Regions from separate parts of the Hordeum vulgare genome. Here region 1 is linked to region 2. A link is a contact called in public Hi-C data. All regions are on one chromosome and are shown on one strand. Each heading gives the region's core, a stretch centred on a gene start, on an enhancer-like site or on the middle of the called end of the contact. The rest is flanking DNA. Distances are from core to core; before and after follow the strand shown. Region 1 holds the start of LOC123444896 (BEL1-like homeodomain protein 9). Region 2 holds the start of LOC123444895 (ras-related protein Rab2BV-like).

The links. A called contact is a pair of places that touch in the nucleus more often than the background predicts.
Region 1: a Hi-C map of seedling shows a contact between it and region 2, with 2.5 times the contacts expected there. The contact joins the promoter of LOC123444896 here to the promoter of LOC123444895 in region 2. A contact is called at or near these places in 2 of 6 Hi-C or Micro-C datasets (leaf and seedling) and 1 of 1 datasets of contacts at active chromatin or transcription factors (embryo).

Annotation. Positions count from the first base shown.
Region 1 is chr3H:547,800,659-547,806,693 of MorexV3_pseudomolecules_assembly, forward strand. It overlaps LOC123444896 (BEL1-like homeodomain protein 9), which reads left to right and starts at 3,524. Exons shown (of 4, transcript XM_045121777.1): 1 at 3,524-4,570; 2 at 5,343-5,725. The coding sequence starts at 3,845.
Region 2 is chr3H:547,518,325-547,524,347 of MorexV3_pseudomolecules_assembly, forward strand. LOC123444895 (ras-related protein Rab2BV-like) reads left to right here and starts at 1,870. Exons shown (of 2, transcript XM_045121776.1): 1 at 1,870-2,379; 2 at 3,709-4,520. The coding sequence starts at 2,215. The coding sequence ends at 4,194.

The sequences.
Region 1 (6,035 bases), core at 2,274-4,773, 280 kb after region 2:
TCATAACGACTATGTCAGTTTCCTTGATGCTTATAGGCGGTTCACTTGGTTTTATCTTCTTAAGCGCAAGTCCGATATGTTTAATGTTTTCTTACAATTCCAAGCGCATGTGGAGCGTCTGCTTAGCCACAAAATTATTCATGTGCAGTCTGATTGGGGTACTGAGTATCACAACCTCAATGCGTTCTTTAGTAATCTTGGAATTACTCATCGGGTGTCTTGTCCTCATACACACCAACAGAATGGTGTAGGTGAGCGCAAGCATCGTCATATAGTTGAGACTGGTCTTACTTTGCTTGTTCATGCCTCGGTTCCTTTTTGGTTTTGGAGTGATGCGTTTTCCAACGCATGCTTTCTCATTAATCGACTACCTACATGACTCCGTCACATGAAAACATCTCTTGAACTCTTGTTGAATGAAATCCCTGATTATACGTTCTTCAAAGTTTTTGAGTGTGCTTGTTGGCCACATCCCCGTCCATATAAGCAACGCAAGTTGGATTTTTGATCTAAACAGTGCGTGCTTCTTGGCTATAGTTCTCTTCATAAAGGGTACAAGTGTCTTCATGTTCCCTCCAACCGCGTCTACATTTCTCGTGATGTGGTGTTTGATGAGAATGTCTTTCCTTTTGCCGCATCTCCGGTCGTCTCCACCACTCCCACTACACCTGAGCAACCTACCTTGCCATTGCCTGTTAAATTTGTTGATGTTGCATATACTCACTTGTTATTACCTAACCATGGTCCAGGTACTGGACGTGGAGCACGCCTTGAGCTTCTGGACGCATATGCCGGTTGCGCCTGTGTCGGCTACACCTGCGATGGCTTCACCTACGTCAGCTGCGGCTGCGCCTGCGGTTGCGCTTGTGCCAGCTGCACCCGCGCTTGTGCCGGCTGCGACTCCACCAGTTGCACCCGCGCCTGTGTCGGCTACGACTCCGCTAGCTGCACCTGTGCCGGCTTCGTTGGTAGAGCCGGCCTCACCTGCGTCGGTTGTGATGGTTGAGTCGGCCTCGCCTGCCTTGGCCTCCCCACTGGTTTCGGAGGCGGCATCTTCGCCATCACCTCCGCCGCCTGCTGCTCCTCTGCGTCCTCGTACGCGAAGTCAGAGTGGTATCATTCGGCCGAAGGAACGAACTGATGGCATAGTTTCACGGATTGCGGCGTGTATGGCACAGACACATGCTGATCCCACTGCCGAGCCTCGTCATTTCCAGGCAACTCTTCGGATTCCTCATTGGCGCGCTACCATGGAGTAGGAGTTTCATGCACTGCAGAGGAATGATACTTGGCGTTTAGTTCCTCCTGTGTCTGGGGTCAACATCATTGATTCCAAGTGGGTTTTCAAGGTAAAAAAAATGTTGATGGTTCCACTGAGCGCTACAAGGCGTGGTTGGTGGCCAAAGGTTTTAAACAACGCTATGGTCTTGATTATGCGGTTACTTTCAGCGGAATTGTTAAACCTACCACTATTCGGTTGCTCTTGTCCTTGGCTGTTGCCAAGGGGTGGTCTCTGCGCCAGCTTGATGTTCAGAATGCTTTTCTCCATGGGATCATGGAGGGAGAAGTTTACATGTGTCATCCTTGTGGTTTTGTTGATCCAGCTCGTCCACATTATCAGTTCGCCTGGTTAAGGCACTTTATGGACTTAAGCAGACTCCTCGTGCATGGCATGCTCGACTGGGTTCGGTTCTTCGACAACTTGGGTTCACTCCGTCCACTACTGACACGTCACTGTTCCTCTTTCATCGCTCTGAGGTCACTATGTATCTTCTGGTATATGTAGATGACATCATTCTTATCAGCTCCTATGTGTCTGTTGCGGATCGTCTACGGTGTGCTCTCTGTGGTCACTTTGATGTCAAGGATCTGGGGGCTCTCCATTGCTTTCTTGGCTTGGAAGTTTCACGGTCCTTTGCTGGCCTCACTCTTACTCAGCATAAGTACTCCTTGGACCTGCTATGTCGTGCAGGTATGTTGCGTTGCAAACATGCTACCACTCCTATGTCTGCGATAGATCGGTTATCAGCTTTGGATGGTGACTTGCCCCCTTCCGATGATGCTACTGAGTACCACCGTCGTGTTGTTGGAGCTTTGTAGTACTTGACTATTACACGACCTGATATCTCTTATGAAGTCAATCGTGTATGCGGGTTTCTTCATGCTCCACGGACTTCACACTGGTCAGCTGTGAAGCGTATCTTGCGGTATCTCTCTCACACTATCTCCTTCGGTTTGCATCTTCGGTCTACCTCTTCTTGTGCTCTCTCGGCCTTCTCTGATGCTGATTGGGCTAGGAATTCGGATGACCGTCGATCCACAGGGGGCCATGCTGTCTTTTATGGTGATAACTTGATTGCTTGGAGTGCGCGCAAGCAGGCCACAGTATCTCGGAGTAGCACTGAAGCAGAATACAAGGCAATTGTCAATGGCACGGCCGAGCTTATTTGGGTACAGTCTGTGTTAAGAGAATTATGCATCTCTCAACAGGAGCCACCTGTTCTTTGGTGTGATAACATTGGTGCAACATATCTTTCATCTAATCCAATGTTCCATGCTCGTAACAAGCACATCGAAGTTGGCTATCATTTTGTAAGGGAACGCGTTGCACGGAAACTTCTTCGTATCAAGTTCATCTCTTCCAAGGATCAACTTGCTGACATCTTCACAAAGCCTCTTCCATAATCAGAGTTTGAGTGATGCAGGCGCAATCTTAACTTACTTTGTCGTTCAGAACGGAGTTAAGATTGAGGGAGGGTGTTAGACTATGTATTTCTACAGTTTTCGTATATACCCTTGTATCTTGTACACCCCTTATATATATGAGATAGCCACATCCTGTATTGGGTGTCGTGCAGTTCCCCACAACATATTGTTTTACACGGCGAATGGCGGAGGAGCCTCATGGAGGAAGACGACGATCCTAGCGACAGGTATCATACTTTCATTCGTTTTCACTTGGACTGAAAAATCCTCCAACGACAATTATTCTGGAAAAGAGGGAGTAGTTTGAAAAACTAAGGAAACGTTTGTCGATTCTTTGTAGGACTAGCATTAGCATTAGCATTAGCATTGTTGGTATGCAGTCGCGGGGTGCTGGGGCCGAAGGAACGAAACCTCCTCCGTCAAAAGGAGTAAAAAAAGCGCGGTAAAACCAGACTCGAATCCGGCACCCATAGCTCCCGGCGCCAACCGGAGAGCTCGCAGCCGTGGTGTAAAATTGTGGGCATGCAAATGCACGGTTACCATTACCAGCAACAGCTGTATGTAATTAAGCCGCGGCAGGGGCAGGACGCACGCACGCACGCACGCACGGCCAGCGTCAGCTTGGAGTTGGACCACAGCAGCAGCAGCTATCTAGTACTCCTTCACTCACTCACTCACTCCCTCGCTCGCTGCCTCTCTCGCTCCGTTCTCCGCCCGCTTTCGCTTTCACGGCTCCTTACCGTTTCCCCCTCCCCTGGGACGGACAGAGCCTCGCTCTCCTTTTCACCTCCTCCCCTCGCCTTTGGGGCCCGAACCCAACCACAGCAGCCATCGGGGGAACCGAGGAGGAGAAAAGAGGGCGAGCGAGCGAGAGAGGGAGAGATAAAAGGCGAGGGAAGGGAAGGGAAGGGAAGGCTACAGCAGCGGAGACAGAGGGTGGGAGATACCATACCACCAGCGGGCAGCGCGACAGCGAGCCAGGCCCGGCGCTCGGAAAGTGCGGAGCCGTTTCCCCTCCACCTCCACTCTCTCCAGGGCCAGCGAGGCCACCCACCCCAGCCAGGTGCTGGTGCTCCTGCTCTACCTCGCTGCGCTGCCCGCCACCCACCCACCGCCTACGTACGCGCGGGCGCTCGCCATGTCGTCTCCCGCCGGCGGGTACGGCGGCGCCGAGGCCCACCACCACGGCCACATGCTGCTTCACAGCCATGCACACCACATGGCGGCCGCCGCCGCCGCGTCGGGCGGGCAGCTCTACCACGTGCCGCAGCACAGCCGCCGCGAGAAGCTCCGGTTCCCGCCGGACGCCGCCGCGGAGGACTCACCGCCGACCCCCCTCGCCCCGCACCACCAGCACCACCAGGCCGGGGCGTGGCCTCCCCCGGCCTTCTACTCCTACGCGTCCTCCTCCTCCTCCTACTCACCGCACAGCCCCACGGTGCCGCAGGGCCAGCAGCTGGTGCTCAACGGGCTCACCGCCCAGCAGGTCACCGCGCAGCAGTTCCCGCACATCCCCACGCACAACTTCTCGCTCTCCCTCTCCTCCGCCTCGTCCAATCCCGCCACGGCGCCCCCGACGCCCAGGAAGCAGCAGGAGCCGGGAGGCGCCGGGCCGTGCGGTCCCTTCACCGGCTACGCCTCGGTGCTCGGGCGATCCAAGTTCCTCGTCCCGGCGCAGAGGCTGCTGGAGGAGATCTGCGACGTGGGAGGCGCGGCCGCGCACGCCGACCGCAGCCTCCCGGACGAGGGCCTGCTCGACGCAGACACGATGGACGTCGCCGACGACGAGCTGGACGCCGCAGGCCCCATGTACGGCGCCGAGCAGCAGTGGAAGAAGACGAGGCTCATCTCCATGATGGAAGAGGTGAGCTAGGGTACCACGTCCAAATTTCTACTCTACCTCGTTTGCTTCGATGCTGCTGCGCTGGGACTGGGAGCGCCAAGAATCTTGCACATAGCGGTCACATCACCATGGCTTTGCTTGCTTTTATTCACTGTGCTTCCGCGGTTGCATGTGCTTTTGATTTGATGATCATTTCCATGGCCGCTGTTACATTACATTTGTTCGGATTTTCCTTTTCTCCTTTGGCCACAGTGCCGCACTGCTCACCCCCAACAATTTGCTGCTTTCCTTGCTCCTTTTTTCCTCGCCAAAGATTGGATGTTGATTAGTTTCGCCGCACTAAGCACACCTTTTCCGAATGCCATCTACATGAATGAAAACACAATCGATTATTGTCCTCGAACGCTTTGGGGCGATAGGTGATGCTGGAAACCAGCAAAACTTTCGCCGGTCATGTCAAGAAAAATCAAGTTCTTTCATCTTCCACATGGTTATAAGGATCGGAGGACTTGACCCTCTCGCAGCGTCCTCTTCCAACCTCTGAGGCAATACTACATGGGATGGGAATCTACGTACGATGTAGTAGAAAGCTTCCATTTATGGAGCTCCCAGTCTTACAGTAGCAGGCGAGCTTGCTGGTCTGACCTCTTTATTAATGGCGTCTTACTTCTATAGTTGGGAAGTAGGCTTTGGCTCGTTGATGTCACATCCACATGAAAGCTAAAGCTCGTTGATGCCGTTTATCTCTTACTCCTACTAATCCGGCTGCAATTAATCACCTCTCTCATCGTAGGTGTGCAAGAGGTACCGGCAGTACTACCAGCAGGTCCAATCCGCGATCGCCTCGTTCGAGACGGTCGCCGGGTTCAGCAACGCAGCCCCGTTCACGGCGTTGGCCCTGAGGGTGATGGCCAAGCACTTCAAGACCATCAAGGAGATGATACTGAGCCAGCTGCGCAACACCAGCAAGATGCCGGTCAAGGGGTCGTCCATGAGCAAGGACATCACCATCTTCGGCCTCGGCGGCGGCGGCGGCGCCCCCGTCGGCGGCTTCCAGAGAGGGAGCAGCGTGAACGGCTTCGGCCAGCCGCACAACATCTGGCGCCCCCAGAGGGGCCTCCCCGAGCGCTCCGTCACCGTCCTCCGGGCTTGGCTCTTCGAGCACTTCCTGCACCCGTAAGTTTCTTTCTTATCCAATCCACTCAACTAATTACTGCTAGCTCATGGTAATTAGCATTACTGCTTCACTAGACGACGTACGTACTCCGCGCCTTTAGAAGATAATAATGCTTCTATGCATGATGGTGCCACATCCACATGATTATGCTGGGCCTGGACCTGCGGTTGTTTTAGCTGATTGCAAGCAATCCTCGGTGTCGAAATCATTAGGATCGATGGATGGCCGAGCATGCATGATCGAGTGTCATGGCATGGCTTAGCTTGGCTTGGCTTGGCATCCAAATCATTCTATTGGAGCTAATAAGAT
Region 2 (6,023 bases), core at 620-3,119:
CTCTCTCGCAAAAACAACAGAAAACACATTTTTTTCCTTTTGGGAGAGGCACGGACGTGCGTCTCGCGAAGGCAAAAACGTGCCTTTTGCGGAAATAAAATCGTGCCTCTCCTAAAAAAAAACCGAAAACACGTTTCTTTTTCGAGAGGCACGCCCGCGAAGGAAAAAAATCGTGCCTCTCGCGAAAGAAAAAACATACATCTCGCCAAAAAAACCGTGTTTTTTGCGTACAAAAAAAGAAAACACGTTTTTTCATGAAAAAATTAATCTTGATTTTTTCGGTCCAAAAGTTACGAAAGACCAGTGAAATATCATAACACCAAAAAAATTCAGCAAAAACACTAAAAAAGGCGAAAACGCGTGTGAAAAAATAAATAAAATTAGAAGAAAACGCTCAAAGCACGACACGTGGCGGCGGCTGGAAACGCGTCAAATGGCGACGCGCGGGAACGATCGCTTGGAGCTCTCGAGGGAGCGCTCGCTAACTAGTTGCTTCCTAAGGCCATGTTTGGAACCACAATAAATTATGATAACTAGCAAAAGAGTCCGTGCGTTGCAACGGAAGAGAAATTAACACACGTTCTGAACGCAATATATTTTCACATGGCATCACATTTATGTTGCCGACGATGGTCTTAGTGCTCACACAATGAAAACGCGTTTCAATGTACAGTCACTCGGAATAAGATAAGAAATATGTTGTTTCTTCCCACAAGGTTTTCCAAAGGTGTGCATGTATGGTTAACGATGTTTCTTTCCTCTAAATTTGGTTTAAATTTAATGGATGTTTATTGCAATTCGTATCGTTGCCGAAAAAAAAGAAAAAAAGACCGTGCACTACAGATTAAGTTTGCACATAAATAATATTTAAGAAGTATTTAACAGCTAAAAATAACATCCTATTTAGATTCTACACATTTTATTAATCAAATTTCATATATAACATGTTAAAATCGGAGTTACGGTTTAAAACATATGAATAATTTTGTTTTGGATAAAATACGGTTGACTTAAATATGAAGGGCGGGTTGATTACCTGAAACATGAGGTTTTTTTTTAAATGTAAAAAATCGATTCGTTTTCTAACTTAAATCCGAACTATGGGTTGATTTTAGGAAACGTTAGGGACTTCTTTTTTTTATAAAAGTGGCACGACGGACAATAGAAGGAGTCGACACTTTATTATTAGGAAGAGATGTGGATTATGAAGATGAATTATATAATCTGGTTTATAAAAATAATTTAGGCGGACATGTTTGAAGGGCAGGTTATATAAACTGTAGTCAACGTTTTACATTGCATAATGACTTATCTGCCCTCTGTTTTTTAAAGAAGGGTGACGGTTATAGGAATGTAATTATCTCCAACTTACAAGGATTTGATTTTAGATGATGTTTTATAGATTATGAGTTTTTAATAATCTGTTTATCTAGTTTTTATAATATACTCCCTCCGTTCTTAAATATAAGTCTTTTAAGAGATTTCACTAAATGAATACATACGGAACAAAATGGCTAAATCTACACTTAAAATATGTCTGTATATATCCGTATATAGTTCCGTAGTGAAACCCCTAAAAAAACTTATATTTAGGAACGGAGGGAGTACATCACAATCTGTCTTATTTAAAGACAAAATAAATTATAAAAACTGAATTATATAATCTGAATGGTTCTAAACACGTCTAAATTACAGGCGTTGCTCCCAAAAATAAATCCAGGTCCAGTTTTGTCGAGAGCAAAGAAATCCATGTTGAGGCACCGACCAAGCGTGGTAAACATTGGCGGCCCCGAGATCTGGTGGGATCTGACAGCACGGGTGGCGGGCTCGGACAAAAAGAAAGGAGGCACCGCCAGCGCACGCCAGCCGTCGATCGGCTGGCCCTCGAGATAGCCAAAGCCGGGGCGGGGCCAGCTGGGCACGGCACGAGATCCCTCCCCCCCTCCTTTCCTTCCTTCCTCCCCTCCCCTCGTCGGCCGTTCCTTTCTCGGATCTGCCTGTCCGCCCCCACACCCCTCCCCCCCTCCCATTCCCCTCCCGCTCGGCCCGGCGAGCAGCGTCGCCTCCCGTCCCGTCCCGTCCCCTCCCGGTAAGCGAAGCCAAGCGTCGACGAGGTCTTCTGTTCTGATCCGCGTGGGTTGCTCATTGGCCGGGTCATCGATCGGGGTCCGCGGGAGGAGAGGCGGCGACGGGGAGGAAGGAAGGGAGGCGGCGATGGCGCACCGGGTGGACAACGAGTACGACTACCTCTTCAAGATCGTGCTCATCGGCGACTCCGGCGTCGGCAAGTCCAACATCCTCTCCCGCTTCACCCGCAACGAGTTCTGCCTCGAGTCCAAGTCCACCATCGGCGTCGAGTTCGCCACCCGGACCCTCCAGGTAGGTACCCATCCATCACCTCGCCACCCGCGCGCGATCCATTTCCTTCCCTTCCATGATTCACGTGCGCGATCTGATCCTCAAATGCTCGGTCGTTTCCGTCAGAAGATGTCAATCGAAATGCAAATGCCGTCGTCATTTCTGATCCCGCGCTGGGCTGGGTTGTGTCTGGTTTGATCTGTTGAACAGAGCGTTCGGTTGAGTTTGCAGTCACGGTATAGGACGGGGGATCTGGGTGAACGAATAAATGATTGATTGCGCGGTCAAAAGCCAGGACACCGAGCATAGGTCAATGTGTTGTTGGCTGCATGCCTGAGCGGACACCTAGCATGGAGCACTTTTTTGGCCGCATGACACTGACAGCACATGGCAATGCCGTGAAAATACAGATGTGGGCTTTCTTTAGATCCTTTTGCATTTACGGTAGTAATCAGGCTAGATTGTCAAAGCGACACTATCTCTGGTTGGCATGGTTTCAGTTTTTCTTTTCAAGAGGATAGTGTACATCATCTACCAATTACATCTTGTTCAGAAACTCAAAAGGTAAACAACTGTGCCATTGTAATTGCATTATTATTATGGTTTTCGTGTTGCCACTGCCATCGAAGGGCATAATAATTTGGGTAGACAAAAATACACTGAAGCCTCAACATGTATGTGAGAGCACAGTTGGCGCCTAACATTTGCTTCAATGTGTGATTCAGAAGCCTCGTGCCAAACGGCTGGATTGATTGATAGAACCGGTTTCTTCTTTTGAATTGTTAGGCACTGAGCAACAAATTGCAACCTTATGAGTTGCATTACAAACTATGTGCAATTGGCAGAAAGAAGAAATTAAACCTAGTCTCTTTATCTCTTCTGGTTGGTCGATGTTGAATAACTATATGTTTTTAAGCTCATCATTGGTGTTAGTTCTGGTAAGCTCATCATTATGCGATCCTGCCTAAAAGTCACAGCAAGAAGATGACAATTCTGTATTTTTGTTTCAACAAATATTACAAGTAGTCTTCCAGTACATCCCCTTGTTTTTTACCAAGTATATATTGTTGTCTGTTGTAATACATGCAGTTTAGTAAAAAGAAAAGAAAATACAGATAGAGAATCACAATTGCCCCTGTTGTCCGTTCAGAGAAAATGATACGTGCTGTCGTGATATCCTGCAAACATCTGTTCACATAATGATATTAACACAATGTTATAAGCAGGCAAATTTTTCAATGTGGATCTTAGAATCGGAATAGTACACCTTTCTTATTGATGTTTTATACTAATGTTAAATCCATATTTTCCTATTGAAGCTTAGCAGAAATTTATGTTGTTTTGCGGCAGATAGAAGGAAAGACTGTGAAGGCACAGATATGGGACACGGCTGGTCAGGAGAGATACCGTGCAATTACTAGTGCTTATTACAGGGGTGCTGTTGGAGCACTCCTAGTCTTTGACATAACGAAGAGGCAGACCTTCGACAATGTTCAGAGGTGGCTCCGTGAGCTCCGGGATCATGCAGATGCCAACATTGTTGTCATGATGGTCGGGAACAAGTCAGACTTGAACCACTTAAGATCGGTTCCTGAGGAAGACAGCCAAGCATTCTCTGAGAAAGAAGGCCTCTCTTTCCTTGAGACCTCTGCACTGGAGGCAATCAATGTGGAGAAGGCATTCCATACTGTGCTGAGTGAAATTCACCAGATTGTAAGCAAAAAAGCACTTGCAGCACAGGAGTCCGCTGCTGCCAACGGGCGTTCGATGCAAGGAACGACTATTAACGTTGCTGAACCATCCACCAACGCAAAAGGTTCTTGCTGTTCCAGTTGAAGAACTGGTTCCAGTGGAAGTGATTCTTGTCGGAAACTTTTGTTTTCGCAGAACTGGACCATGACATACATAGGTTATAGTTTGGTCTCAGATATTCTTGTTTCTCATCCTGAATCCCATGACTGGTAATTCCTATCGCAAGAACACCTTTACCATACTCTATAACCTGCCTCTCCATCAAATCATTCCCATTTTGTATTCTTATAACTATCATCGATTTCACTTGTACAATCGAGAAATCGAACAACATGTTGTAACAATGATTATTTCCTGTTAACAACAATAATAATTGTCAATGGAATTATTATGCTCTTGAATTTCGTTAATATGGCATGAGATGCACTGTTGATGTTGGTAGACCTGATCATATGACTGAGCGAGTCCATTTTTCGCAGGCTTGTTGTTTGAGAAATTCTTGACTTTTCTTCAATTCAAATAAGTATAATTCATCAATTCTCTTTCTAATTGCTCTAAATGCATACCCATGAATCATTCCAGCTGTGCCCCTGACTATTAGTGATTTCATGATGTGTCACTGCTTGGCCTATATTGATTCTTTTCCAGAACGATGGTATTTTACTGAATTTTCATGTCTCTGTTCCTCAAAACGAATGAGAAGGCCTTTTTAGCATGCTTAGCATGAGATGAACTATTCCTCAACATAACACGTGTGTTCCTTCGCTTTTGTTCATCCGGGTTCTCCTTTTATTTTGTCCACACTTTGCGGTTACGAAATTACTGGCAGATTCGAATTTGACCTACCTGTCAGAACTCAGTAAACATGTATAATCCTGCTTTATTTTATTTTTGTTGAACTTATAATCCTGCCTTATTGCTTGGATGTAAAACGGTAAATTCAGTTTTTTTGAGATAAAACTGTAATTTCAGTTAACTCGAATATTTTTTTTATTGTATGGGCCTGGACCGCCCACATGTTTAGCCTCACGTCAGCCGGTGGCCTGGGCACTCTCGCCTGAATTTTTATCTATATATATGCATGTCTCAAAAAAAAATCTACATATATGCGCTACAGTCATTTAGTATTGTGTTCTACTGTTCTGCCGCCTGTCACCAATCTTTTGCGCGGTTGTTCAAGCTTCATTTTCGGATCGGATGCACAGAAGTGACCATGGTGACCCTAGTCCATGGCCTACCACTACTGATTCATCCGCCCTGCGCCTAGTAATAAAATTAGCACCAGGAGAATTCAGCGTGATATATTTGATGTGTTAGGATGATAGGGATGATAGGAGTAGTTTTTTTTTAACAGAGTATAATCAAAGTCGTTCACATATACGAACGTACATTCACCCCTATGAACGCACGCACGCGGACCCTATCCCTATGAGCACCTTCGAGAGATTAAGTCGGCACATCATCTTAAGATTAACGAAGTCGTCACTGACGCCTCCGTTGTCGACGGAAACGTCTCCTCCCACTGAAAACACATCGTCGAAAGAACTAGAATAAATTCAGTAAAATGGAAACACCAATATCAAGTCTGAGACTTGAACTTTGCTGGACAAGGAATACCACAGTCCACCTAACCATCCAAGCACGAGTTGGTTTGCGATCATAGGGGTAGTTGATTTGATGATTCCGTACTATCAATAACACATCATTGTGACTTTTTTTAAACAAATCAGTGTCGCTTCCAAACACTCTGCACATTGCTTTTAAGTGTCCGTTTTTTAGTAGTAACCAGTACCTATCGCCCGGTCGGCAGGCATCGCTGATTTCTGAGTTGCTGTCAATTAATGCCCCACCGCGAATTTTACAAAAAATAAAAAAAATGAAATAAGTTCGTGAAAAATAGAAAATAATCATTT